Linked DNA regions of Mus musculus: region 1 is linked to region 2. A link is a contact called in public HiChIP or PLAC-seq data. All regions are on one chromosome and are shown on one strand. Each heading gives the region's core, a stretch centred on a gene start, on an enhancer-like site or on the middle of the called end of the contact. The rest is flanking DNA. Distances are from core to core; before and after follow the strand shown. Region 1 holds the start of I920046F24Rik (RIKEN cDNA I920046F24 gene). Region 2 overlaps Rab10 (RAB10, member RAS oncogene family).

Region 1 (3,134 bases), core at 582-3,081, 82 kb before region 2:
CCTTCTCCTCCTCCAGCCGTTCCTTCTGGTCCTGCAGGTAATTCTCCATGTTCTTCTCCAAAGCTGCCTCCAAGATGGGCTGGGGTGGGTGGTGATTGTTGTTGTTATCATCTTCCTCTTCGGCCACCCAGGCCTCAATCACGGACCCCTCTGGATAGCCGGCTGGGGCAGACACGGCCTTCTTTCTACGACTGCTCTTTCTCCGAGGTCGCTTGCCCAGCATCCCCTTCTTCTCCAGCTGGGCCTTCAAGCGAGCGATCTCTTCCTGGAATTCCCTCAGCAGTGTGTCCTTGGGGTCCTCGTTCACCCGCGGTTTGTTCTTGATGTTCTTGGCTCGGTTGGCAAAGCGCAGGGTAGAGAGGCTCTCGTCGTAGCTGTGAGAAGCTGGACCCAGTGTGGCCACCATGATGGTCTTGGCATTGCCCCCCAGTGAGTCTTGGAGCAGCCGGGTTAGCTTGGAGTCCCGGTAGGGGATGTGGGTGCTCCTGTTGCCAGCCAGAGCAGCAATCACATTGCCCAGGGCGGACAGCGAGAGATTGATTTTAGAAGCTTCCTTAGGCCTCTCTCCGCTGCTGGCAGAACCACTAGCGCTGCCACTTCCACTCCCACCACCAGCTGTTGGCTGTGTGGCTGGCCCTCCAGCTGCGTTGGGACCAGCCTTGTTCTGTCTCTCACTGCCGGCCAGGTCTACCAGGTTGAGCTTGCCTACTCGGATATGATCCTGGCCATCAGAGCCACGCTCACTGCACTCCACTGTGATAACAAAGATGGCATGGGACCGAGAGCTGACCTCATTCATGTGGGTGCTGCCCACTGCTCGGGCTTGGTTCCCCAGGTTCATCACATGCTCAATCTCCTTGACATTCTTGGTGACAAAGGAAGAGAGGTCCTTGATGTAGACCCCTGTTTCAGGATTCTCCTTCAGCTCTAGCCTCTTGCCTGGCTCCTTGGATAGCAGGTCTCGGATCTCCTCCTGGTAGATCTCCAAGTAGGAAGCACGAACCAGGTACTGCTGGTTCTGGGAGCGGGAGATGTGGGTGAAGATGTGCTCAAAGGCATTCGGGATAACCCCGCGGAGCTCTGGCTCCACCCAGGTCCCCTGCATGGTGTAGGTCTTGCCAGTGCCAGTCTGGCCATAGGCAAATACGGTGCCGTTGAAACCCTGAAGCACTGAGTCTATCAGGGGCCTCACCGTTTCGTCATACAGGTCGGCCTGCTTGGAGCTAGCATCATACACAGCATCAAAAGTGAAGGTCTTGGGCAGCTCCCCGGGTGCCGCGCGGGGGTTTCGCAGAGTCACCTGGCCCAGTTTCACGTCCATGGTCAGAATCTGCTCATGACCAGCAGCCTCCTCCTTCCTACTGAGGGGGCGGCACCGGGCCACCACCTTCAGGGCCTCGCTGGCCTTGGTCTTACTGGCCATCTTGCACCTCTGTCCTTCCAGGTGGGCCGCTCTGCAGCCTGGGCGGTCCTTCTGCCCTACTCCTAGGTCGGGATCAGTCGGGCTGGCCCAGCCCTCAGGCACCTCTCTTCAATCCGCATGCAGCCTACCAGGGTGGGGATGCAGGGAGTTGGCCCCGAGACTGCTGCAGTCCAGGCCTCCACAGCTCTCCGCGGCTTTCTGTGCACAGTCTGGAGAGGTAGAATTAGGCAGAATCCCTAGGTTACCGCGCAAGCTGCTCCTGCCGAAGGGTAGTGCCTGGAATCCACCCCATGCTGGAGCAAGAGTGAGCGCTACGGCTACAGCTTCGGCAACAATGAGATAAAGGAAGAGGAAAATGAGATGGGGGTGGGCGGCAGAGCTGTCTTTTCCTCCTCCTTTTTCCCTTCCCCTAGGGATCCATGGCGGGGGATGCGAGTCCTGGGCGGCTCGGAGGGTCCCGATCCTCCCGAGGTCAGAGGCTCACCTGGAGTCCTCCCCTCCGGGTGGAGGATCATTCATTGCAGCCAAGGCTGGCTGCTGTTGCCTCTCCTTCGCCTTCCCCGCCGCCGCCACCGGAGAATGAGAGAAAAACAGAAAAGGATGGGGCGGAACAGCGGCGGTGAGAGTGATGTTGCTGCGGCCGCTGCGCTGCGGCCCGGGTTAGGTCTCCCGTCTGGGGTGGGGCAAGGGGCGGGGCCGCGGGGCGGGGAACAAGAGCCCGGCGCGGCCCTTGGGCGAGGGACAGCGGTGCATCGCCGCCCGCACCCCACGGACCCCTCAGGGATGACAGGCTCCGGTGCCCACCCAGGTCCCGCGCCCACCAGTCGGATGCGGCGCAGCCACCGCCAGCCGTCACCCCACCGAACCCGAGCATGCTGGGAGATGTAGTCCTTCCTTTGTTAACCCGGTTCTGTCAGGTTGCTAATGCTTTCTCCAGTCCTCAAGTCTGGGAGCCCCTCCTCCCACATGCAACCCCTGAGTGTGTCTGCTGAGGCTGCACTACCCACGCGTGTTCTCTCGGCAACCGCCATTCTCGGTTTCTCACTGCTCCAACCATTTTGCTTGCAGATGGGCACATGTCACTGTCCTCCATTTCTCAGGGTGTCACCAGGCCTCCTAGAGCTTAAACTCCTAAACATTATTGGGCTCTGTGTTTTCTCTCCCTAGTCTGGTTTACTCCTGGCCTTCCTTTTAACGCTCTGCGGGAAGCACAGTTAACTGATTCCACCTCTTGTGTCTGTACATGGCCTCTGGCTCCAACTACTTCTCCATGACCTTAGGAAGGCCTGTCCATCTTCTGACCTCTCAGCCTACCTCCACTACTCTGATCCAGTCTATACTCCTAAAAACCATGCTGACACACTTTTCTAGCTCACGTGGAGCCCTGGCACTATTCTAGGCGCCGAACCCTTCTTAAGGAGACAACAGGCTGTAATAGAAATGACAGTTGCACCCTTGTGCCTTTGCCCAGAGATCCTGTTACAGTCCTTCCTCTACTGCTCTGCCACTTGGGCAGCACAAGCATTTCATCATCTGTGAAGCTGTGCTGGTTAATTTTTGTCAACACAATCTAGAGATGTCTGGGAAAAGGAAATCTCGACTGAGGAATTGCCTGCATCTGATTGGTCTGTGGGGTATATTCTTGATAGCTAATTGATGGAGGCGAGAGCCCAACCCACTGTGGGAGGTGATCCCCTGGGCAGGTAGTAAT
Region 2 (3,296 bases), core at 390-2,889:
CTAATGGTTTAGCCGTGTCTGTGGCCCTAATTTTATTTTAAGTTGTGTGTGGCAGGGGTACATATGTGTCCATGTATGAGTGTGAGTATCTGCAGGTGCTTGTGGAGGCCAGAGCCTTTGGAGCCTTTGGAGCCTTTGGGGCTGGAGTTAGAGGAGAAGGTTGTAAACTGCCTGATATGAGTGCTGGGAACTGAACTTGAGTTAAGTTCTCTGGGAGAACAGTATGTACTCTTAACCTCTGAGTCATCTCTCCAACCCCTACAGAATTGAAAAAGAGTATTAATTTAAGACTGACGCATAGCTAGAGAATAATAGCAAGGCATAAAAAAAAAAAAAAATCTCAGCTATCCAGTCATGGTTGAAGATACCTTTAATCCCAGCTACTTGGAAAGTTCAGACTGGATGATCTCAAGTCCAAACTTTGGGTTATGTATCAGTTCACTGCCTGTCTGAGGAACTCAGGGAGATCTGTCTCAAAAAGAAAGTAATAAAACAGGCCTGAGATATAGCAGATAGAGTACCCATCTAGCACCTGTAAGGGTCTGGGTTCACTTCCCAGTCTCCAGCAACAATAACATGTCCTTAATTGCTCAGATTTCTGTTTTTTGTTTTCAAGACAGTCTCATATAGACCAGGCTAGCCTCAAATTCGGCTGTGTAGCTGAGGGTTATCTTGAGCTCCTCCTCCTCCATTTCTCAAGTACTGGGGTCACAGATGAGAACCACTGTGCCTGACTTTGTTTTCGGTTTTTGAGACAAGGTCTTGTTAGCCTGAAACGTTCTATGTGGTTTAGGTCTTAACCTCCTGAATGAGTGCTGGGATTACAGATTACAGGCATGAGTCACCATACTTAGCCTGGTCAGATATTTTTGGTAAATATCTTGGTTTGAGAAAGCTGAATGGCAGTCTTAGCCTTACTTTGCATCGCCTATTACATTGAACTATACTGGACAGCTATATATATATTTTTTTTTCTGGAACTCTTTAGATTTGAAATTTTCCATCCTTGGCTTTATCATGGGATCTAGCCTTCATGGTCTCCTGAATTTTCAACAATACATAAAGGATGCACCTTTGCTTTTCTGTGATGAGAGCTTGCTACACAATGTAGGTTTGAGAGTGCAGTAGAGAATAGTGGGGCAAGAATCAGGTATTTGAAGAAGAAATCTAATTTTATATGGTTTTGGCTCATTTTTACACAGGTATATAAACTTTTATAATCATGTAATCAAGTTTGTATTATGTTGAGCCTCAAGGATTATTTCTTCTTGAATTTGATTTTGTTTGTTAGAAATTTTTGGAGTACTGTTTCTTTTCTTCTTTTGATCTCTGAAAAGTTAACCATTGCCTTTTTACAGGAAGGCCCAAAGAAGCAGCTTAGTGACATGCATTGATAATATAAGTGTATCATAGCCAGGTCTTGAGTGTGGTGATAGAAAACTTCGGAACTGGAAACATTTAGGTTTAGTTTGACTACTTCTAAATGTCCTTATCTTTACTGCCCTGCACCCCAAAGAATGTCCCTAAAATGGTAGCATATCCTGTAATTCCAGCACTTAGAGGCTGAGGCATGGAGTTCTAGGCCAGCCAGCAATCAGCCTGTGTGTTACAAAGCAACAAGTACTAGGTCAGCCAATGCTAGGTTGCAAAAATGTGCTGTCCCTCAAAACAAAACCCAGAAAAAAATGAGTTGTGGTAAGCCTTGACCTTTGTGTGCCTGTTTTTGTGTGAGTACGTGGGGAGTCATTATGAAACAGCTGCCTCATTGTGAGACAGTAGAACTTCTTCCAAGGACAAGCACCTTTGAGATAGTTGCAATTAGCCCTTTTATTTTTTATTTTTAAACAATGGTTTTTCAGACTTGAGGACTTGGTGGATACTTTCACAAATGAATCAAGTGACAGTATTTGCTGCTGCTGATAAAACTCATACTTTACAGTTTTGGAAATCTTGTGTGATTCTCTGTGGCATATTTTCCTATACTTCAATTTTCTTCTTCCTTGCATGGGGGCTCATGCCTGTAATCTAACACTTCGTGAGGTAGAGACTGGAGGACTACTGTAAGTTCCTTCAAGGCCAGCTTAACTTCAGAGACACTGTTTGAAACAAAAAGCAAATATCTGGTCAGTTCCACAGTGATGAAAACGTGGCTTTTTTCATATTACATAATGAAGTATGTCAGCATTTTAAGGAACTTGTAACTCAAACCAGTAATTCCAAATGGCCAGTACATGACATTAAGAATCTCATGTGTCAAGAAGACCTATTGAAAGTGTGAAATAACTAATGGATTTCAGTGTAGTATTATAAAGTTCAGCAATAGGGCTTCAGATTCCAGTTTACAACTATCTTTAACAAATTATGGGGCTGAAGTGATGGCTCAGAGGTTAAGAGCACTGGCTGTTCTTCCAGAAATTCTGAGTTCAATTCCCAGCAACCACATGGTGGCTCACAATCATCTGTAATGAGGTCTGATGCCCTCTTCTGGTGTGCAGTCATATATGCAGGCATAATAATGTATATATAATAAAGAAATAAACCTTTTACAGAAAAAGAAATTAGTACTGGGCATAGTGGTTCAGTACTCAGACTAAGGCTATATCTGAGGGTATATTACTCGAACTGGAAGTCAACCTGGTTTATTTTTATAGTGCTAAGAAGAACAGAATTATCTAAACACAAAGTTTCCAGATATATATTATATGTCTTTATACAAGTTGATTTTTTTCTCTGTCTTTATATTCTTTTTTTTTTAAAATTGCTTTGAGTTTAAACTAAATAGAGACATTTAGTTTGATGTTAGCTACTGGTTTGCTGTATATTGCTTTTTTATGTTTAGATATGGGCCTTGAATTCCTGATCTTTCCATGACTTTTATCACGAAGGGGTGTTGGATTTTGTCAAATGCTTTCTCAGCATCTAATGAGATGATGATGTGATTTTTGTCTTTGAGTTTGTTTATATAATGGATTCCATTGATGGATGTCTTTATATTCTTTATATGCTACATCCATTGTAGTAAACTGAATGGGGAAGCACTTAAAACTTGCTCGCTGTCTGTCAAGGTAACATCAGTGTTACAAAACCTTAACATCATGCCACTTTTCTCACTAAGTTTTACTTTTATTTTGGATAATGTTATTTAATTTTATTAAATTGCCTGTATGTATGTCTGTAGTATGTTCATGCAGAACCTTTGGAGGTGAGAAGATAATGGGTGCCAGACAATTGTGAGCTGCCAAGTGGGTGTTGGGAATTGAATCTATGTCCTCTGGAAGAGAAGTCAGTGCTCTTAA

The links. HiChIP or PLAC-seq counts read pairs in DNA pulled down with a chosen protein or histone mark.
Region 1: a contact with region 2 is called in an H3K4me3 HiChIP or PLAC-seq map of bone marrow-derived macrophages, with 2.3 times the contacts expected there. The contact joins the promoter of I920046F24Rik here to the enhancer-like site in region 2. A contact is called at or near these places in 3 of 39 promoter capture datasets (embryonic stem cells and macrophages), 1 of 15 datasets of contacts at CTCF or cohesin (CD8 T cells), 5 of 484 Hi-C or Micro-C datasets (Th1 cells, centroblasts, centrocytes and 2 more), 10 of 115 datasets of contacts at active chromatin or transcription factors (CD8 T cells, bone marrow-derived dendritic cells, bone marrow-derived macrophages and 5 more) and 1 of 9 other capture datasets (adipose tissue).

The regions. Positions count from the first base shown.
Region 1 is chr12:3,364,270-3,367,403 of GRCm38.p6, reverse strand. It overlaps I920046F24Rik (RIKEN cDNA I920046F24 gene), which reads left to right and starts at 1,831. Exons shown (of 1, transcript NR_164312.1): 1 at 1,831-3,134. Kif3c (kinesin family member 3C) reads right to left here and starts at 2,272. Exons shown (of 8, transcript NM_008445.2): 1 at 1-2,272. The coding sequence starts at 1,423.
Region 2 is chr12:3,281,549-3,284,844 of GRCm38.p6, reverse strand. All of the region lies in intron 1 of Rab10 (RAB10, member RAS oncogene family), which reads left to right. Among named protein-coding and RNA genes, the nearest start is that of Rab10, 27 kb to the left of the region's middle. Within about 2 kb of position 1,639, at least 74 of the 459 cell types and tissues checked have an H3K27ac peak or open chromatin away from gene starts, as enhancers often do. A contact at or near this core is called in CD8 T cells, Th1 cells, adipose tissue and 4 more, where this site is marked.